Linked DNA regions of Sus scrofa: region 1 is linked to region 2. Evidence: chromatin contacts called from public HiChIP or PLAC-seq data. All regions are on one chromosome and are shown on one strand. The core of a region is the stretch at or near the end of the contact, and the rest is flanking DNA. Distances in the headings are between cores, read along the strand shown.

Region 1 (2,700 bases), core at 144-2,643, 270 kb before region 2:
GGGGTCCCTCTCGCAGGAGGCAGGACGATGATCTGAGAGAATGTTCACGCCAGGCTCAGCACTGGGCTTGGAATATAGCAGGTCCTTGGTAAGTTGTGGCTGCCATTATTCTGTTCAGCTGGGCCTCTTTCTGTCTTGTTCCCTAATTTTCTTTTGGTCCGAAAGAAGCTCAAAGATACATGAGGCAGGAGAGGTGAAGTGGGTGGCAGAGGCTGGCTGCAAGTGACACCCCCCACTACCTAGCCACATGCCCTCCTCACACACCAGGCTACTTGATGTGGAAGAAATGGCTAGTTGTCTTATAACAGCTACTGTCTTCTGTTCTTTAGTGATAGAATCCCCCTTTTTAGATAGCTACCTTGCCCTCTAGCTCCAAGGCATTTCCCAGTCTCTTTTGCAATTGGGTATGGCCATGTGACTATATAGGTAGTAGTGTTGTGAGCAGATCAGAAAGTAGCTTTATAAGAGAAATGGTCTTCCTCCACTCTGCTCTCTGGGATGCAGATGTGAAGGCCTGCACTCCAGCAGCCATCTTGGACAATGAGGATAAGGACCACCTGCTAAGGATGGCAGAGCAGAGAGATGGAAGGAGCCATCTTCATGGAGTTGCCATACCTGCATTGCCCACATTTGGACTTCTTTCATGTGACGTACAAACCAACTTCTTTCTTGTTTTGGCTGCTATAATTTTAGGATTTTCTGTTGTGTGCATATGATCCTAATCCTGTAAACTTGAGTTGGGGACAACCACTCCATCGTTGTTGTTCTCTTTCCTATTCAGAGATCCTAGAAGATGAGAATCAGTGGAGACCTTAGCTCAGGGGCAAAATCTGGTCCACAGATGTTTTCTTTAGCTCATACAAAGTTTTAAAAATCAGGAGATATTTGGACATATTTTCAACACTAAAATTGCATTTTCTGGCTTTTCTTGAATAGTTGGGGGATCTGGCAATACTAGATTCATTCAGCATGGCAGCATTTAGATGAGACACCTGCTCCTTCATTGCAAAATCCCCCACTCCTATTGCTAATATATATAAAATATCTATAAGGTCCATATATAATACTTTATAATATATGTATATCATGTAATATATATATATAATCCTATGAGCTAGATATGTGTGTGTATATGTGTATATATATATATATGTGTGTGTGTGTGTATACATATATTATCCTATATACTAGATATGAGCTAGGGGTGTGAAATATATTTATATGACCTTGGTACATGTGTGTGTCATTCCCACTCAAAGATGAGGAATTTGAGGCTCAGAAACACTCGTCCAGGTCACAGGTCACAAAGCTGGAAGCAGTAGAGCCAAGACTCCAGACTGTCTGCATTCCATGCTTGCTCTGTCAGCCCTTGAGTTTGCAACTCTTAATACCCCAATCCCTGGCTTGAAGTTTCTCAGAGGAAGACAACAGAGGCAGGAGGAAGAAATACTTAATGACTCTTGTCATATTGTATCAAACCAATGGCATTGGCTTCCCTACTGCACCTTGAGCAAACTCAAGAGAAGGGGGTTTTTCCACCTCCAAAGCCTGTGTCTGGTACGGAGCCAGCTAGGCAACTACGTGCTGAATGAATGAGGTTACCCCTATCCCCCACCCGCCTCAGTCACCCAGAGCCAGGATGTAAGCCCAGGGCTCCTGCCTGCCCGCCCAGGGTTCTTCCCTTCCCTCCACGGCACATACCTTCTCATGGGGACCCACACATAATAGGTACTCAATAAATCGGAGTATTATTGTGACATATTTTGTATGAGTGTATGAGGTGGGGAGGGATTATTTTGCCTATGTCTCAAACTCTTTCCTTTGTTCTTTGACTTAACCTAAGGCAGCCTGAGCCCTGCATAAGGCTGGATACAAGGTCAGGCCCTAGATCCAGGAGCTTGAGAACCATGACCTTGTGAACACTGAATTGCCTACTGGCCTCCCATCATTCCACCAACATGTAACAGGCTCCCACTCTCCAGCAAGCCCTAGGTCAGGGCTAGAGATTTAGAAGTTGAACCTGTCCTGCCTTTGAAGACTACCAAGGTGCCTGGTAAGGTTAGACAAGGCCCCATGACTCCCTGATACACAGAAGATGTGACAAGTCTTATGGGAAGGGGAGCAAAAGGACTACCTTGGGGAAGATGCATTCCCACTCCAGCAGAGACTGCTGGACACCCACATCCAGACTCGCTGGTCCTTCCAGCCTGGACTACATTTCCCAGCCTCCCCTGTGATTCAGTGTGTGGCCACATGACCTATTGCAGGGATTGAATGGGAGCTGGAGTATAGTATGCAGCTTGTGAGCCTGGCCCCTCAAACTCCCGGACATCTCCTCCTTCCTCTTCTTCTCCCCCTCTTCCTCCTTCTACTTCTTTTTTTTTTTTTTTTCTTTTTAGGGCCGCACATGCAACATATGGAAGTTCCCAGGCTAGGCGCTGCTGAATCAGAGCTACAGCTGCTGGCCTGCGACCTACACCACAGCTCACAGCAACACCGGATCCTTCACCCACGGAGCGAGGCCAGGGATGGAACCTGCATCCTCATGGATGCTAGTCAGATTCTCTACTACCGAGCCAGGAGGGTACTTCCAAACACTTCTTAATACTCTCTCCCATCTCGGAGGGTACTTCCAAACACTTCTTAATACTCTCTCCCGTCTCTGAAAGGCTGGAATACAGATGACTCCCAGGGCACCCT
Region 2 (2,700 bases), core at 123-2,622:
TGCCTTCTCTCTGGCCTTTGCACAAGCTTCTGTCCAGAGCACCTGTCAAACCTCTCTCTTCACCTCCTCATCCTCCAAGTCCCACCTTAGTCATCTTCCTCCAGGCAGTCCTGCTGTATCAGGCAGATCAGGGCTCCCCCTTGGAGCTCCCACAGCCCCCATGTTTGGCATCATCAAAGTTTAATCAAATGGTGGTTACTGGTTGTTTGTCTGCCTCCTCCCTTGGACTGTGACTCCTTTTACCCTTAAAGTTCCAGGACCCAGCTGGCACTCAGTATATTGAGTTGGATGAATGAATGAAGAAATTTGCCCATCCAGTCGTTCAACATTTATCCAGCACATTCCATGTGCACTGCTGTGGGTGCTGGAGATACAGCAGTGAATAGGTAAGACCCCCTGCTCAACAGGGTTGCAGTTTTACCAAACAAAATCACAGGATGCCCAATCAACTTTGAATTTCAGGTAAACAATGAATAATTCTTTGAATACAAGTATGTACCAAATAACACATGGTACATACTTACTCTTTGAAAAATTCCTGTTGTTTATCTCTAATTCAAATGTAACTGGGCATTCTGCATTGGATCTGGCCACTGTATTGTCTCCCTTACAGAACTTGTATCTTGGTGGGGAGGCGCAGAGGAAACAGACAGTGAGGAAGTAAATCAATAAAAGAGTTTCAAATAGTGGTTAAGTGCAGTGAAGACAATGACAGCACAATGTGATAGCGACTGCGGATGGAAGGGGCCATCTGTGGATAAGATGATCACCAGCTGGTAGCCTTTACCTTCGTGGGACAGTTCTAAGCTCCGGTGAAATGCTACTTTGGAAAAGTCCTTTGAGGCTCTTAAAGGGAGTGGAGGCTGTAAAAATTGACACAGGGCTCAGAGGCGAGCAGAGGGCGCAGCCGGGGGTCGCTGCGGAGTCTCACTTGACAGATTCCGTAATTTTGCGGTTCGTATCTGGGCCTTCATAAACCTTCAGGAACTCGCAGCCCCACCCCCTCGGTCAGCCAAAGTTCCTTTGCGGGGCTGAAAGCCGGAAGAAGGAGGCAAAGGGGCTGTGTAGATAAGCGTAGCCACCTGGGCCGGAGCTGGGAGCTCTGTCACCGTCCCCCCGCCCCTATCCCACCACCCTTGTCCCTGGTGGGACCCAGGGCTCAGGTCCGAACCTGCGATGCGCACAGCCGGTGGCCCTGCTGGAGGAAGCAGCTCGAGGCGCCCCAGCGCAGCGCTTTGCGTGTCCTGGGCTCCTCCTAGTGGTCAACGCAGGAACTGGCGTATAGAAACTTTTAAATAACTACGCGGGCTTCACCAATCACAGAGGTCGTATCGTAATCCCACCAATCAGAGGCCCAGCAACCTATGATTCTCTAAACTCCGCGGAAGGCAATTGACATGATCACCAATCACAACTCGCTGGGTTTAGTTATGGACGAGCTAACTTTCCTCCTATCACACACCAGCACATGGTCACTACGCCAATCAGAACGCAATATCTAAAAACCGGCTCCCTAAAGCGGGTACCGCGCGGCAGTTATCATATAGGAAATTTTTGTTCCCAACCTCCCGTCGCAACGTGCAAGCACCTCTAGGGAGCGTTCCAGTCTTTGTGCGGGCTGCATGTGGAAGCCCATGTTTGCATTCATGGGTATTTATATATCTTAGCAGTTATTGATAGATCATTAAATATCCTCCTCCCCTATAAAAATTTGTATGTGGGTCCAGGAGAGTGGGAAGCATGACCTTTGGAATTAAACACACTTGAAAATTGGAGTCCGTTTACTATCTTTGAAGTAGGACAATACCTACGTTAGTTGTCTGTAATCCATCAGCTCACCCCCATCTCAGTTATTCAAGCCAAAATCCTAGGATTTTTGTGACCTTCCTCCCATTCCTCCCACCTAATCAGAAAATCCAGTTCTTGCCACTTCCAACAGTATCTCAAATTTTCACCTTTTTCATCTCCACCACAGCCAACCTCGTCCCCATCACCATCCTCTCTCTAGGTCTGCAAAATTAAAATTAAAATCAGTCTTTTATCCTGCTGCTCTGGAACTTCTACCACTCACTCTACACTCGGGGGCAAGGGATGATTTTCCACAGACAGATTGGATCAGGTGCCTCCCTTACACTGTTCCAGCTTTCTGTGCATTTATACTAAAACTCATAAAATTCAGAACTCCTATGGACTGTGAGGCCTGCATGACATTGCTTCAATAGCCTTACATTTCCAACCTATTTTATTCCACTCATTCCCATCCTAGTGGCTCCAGCCACTCTGGGCTTCCCCCACCCCTCTTCCTGTCTCAGGTCCTTTGCACATTCTTTTCTGGTTGCCTGGAAAATGGTTCCTTGGTTCTTTGCATGGCTGGCAAATAAAGATCTTTCGGATCTCTGCTTAATTGTCTTGGAGGACTCTTCTATGTATTTAGGTAGATTCTCCACATCCTTCACCCCTTTATTCTCTGTCCCTGTACCTTTTTTCTTCTTACCACTTCTCACAGTATGAAATTACACATATTTCAGTTTATTTATGTATCTCATTCTATCTCCTCCACCCCTATGGAGGAGATGATCCTTGTCTGTTGTGTTTCCCAGGGTAGATCCCACATCTTGAACGGTTTAAAGGCAAACATATAACAAGTGCTTAATAGATATTTGTTGGATGAATAACTGAAGAGATTTGGGGGGAGAAACT

The links. HiChIP or PLAC-seq counts read pairs in DNA pulled down with a chosen protein or histone mark.
Region 1: an H3K27ac HiChIP or PLAC-seq map of alveolar macrophages shows a contact between it and region 2. The contact joins two enhancer-like sites. A contact is called at or near these places in 9 of 47 Hi-C or Micro-C datasets (embryonic fibroblasts, fetal skeletal muscle, heart right ventricle and 6 more) and 1 of 2 datasets of contacts at active chromatin or transcription factors (alveolar macrophages).

The regions. Positions count from the first base shown.
Region 1 is chr17:47,078,599-47,081,298 of Sscrofa11.1, reverse strand. LOC106506691 (a long non-coding RNA gene) reads left to right here. Exons shown (of 3, transcript XR_002340084.1): 2 at 1-88; 3 at 505-1,050. Among named protein-coding and RNA genes, the nearest start is that of ADA, 7.7 kb to the right of the region's middle. Within about 2 kb of position 1,393, at least 5 of the 83 cell types and tissues checked have an H3K27ac peak or open chromatin away from gene starts, as enhancers often do. A contact at or near this core is called in alveolar macrophages, where this site is marked.
Region 2 is chr17:46,806,498-46,809,197 of Sscrofa11.1, reverse strand. It overlaps LOC102159476 (a long non-coding RNA gene), which reads left to right. Exons shown (of 7, transcript XR_002340077.1): 2 at 252-386. It also overlaps a transcript of HNF4A not described here. Among named protein-coding and RNA genes, the nearest start is that of HNF4A, 13 kb to the left of the region's middle. Within about 2 kb of position 1,372, at least 35 of the 83 cell types and tissues checked have an H3K27ac peak or open chromatin away from gene starts, as enhancers often do. A contact at or near this core is called in alveolar macrophages, where this site is marked.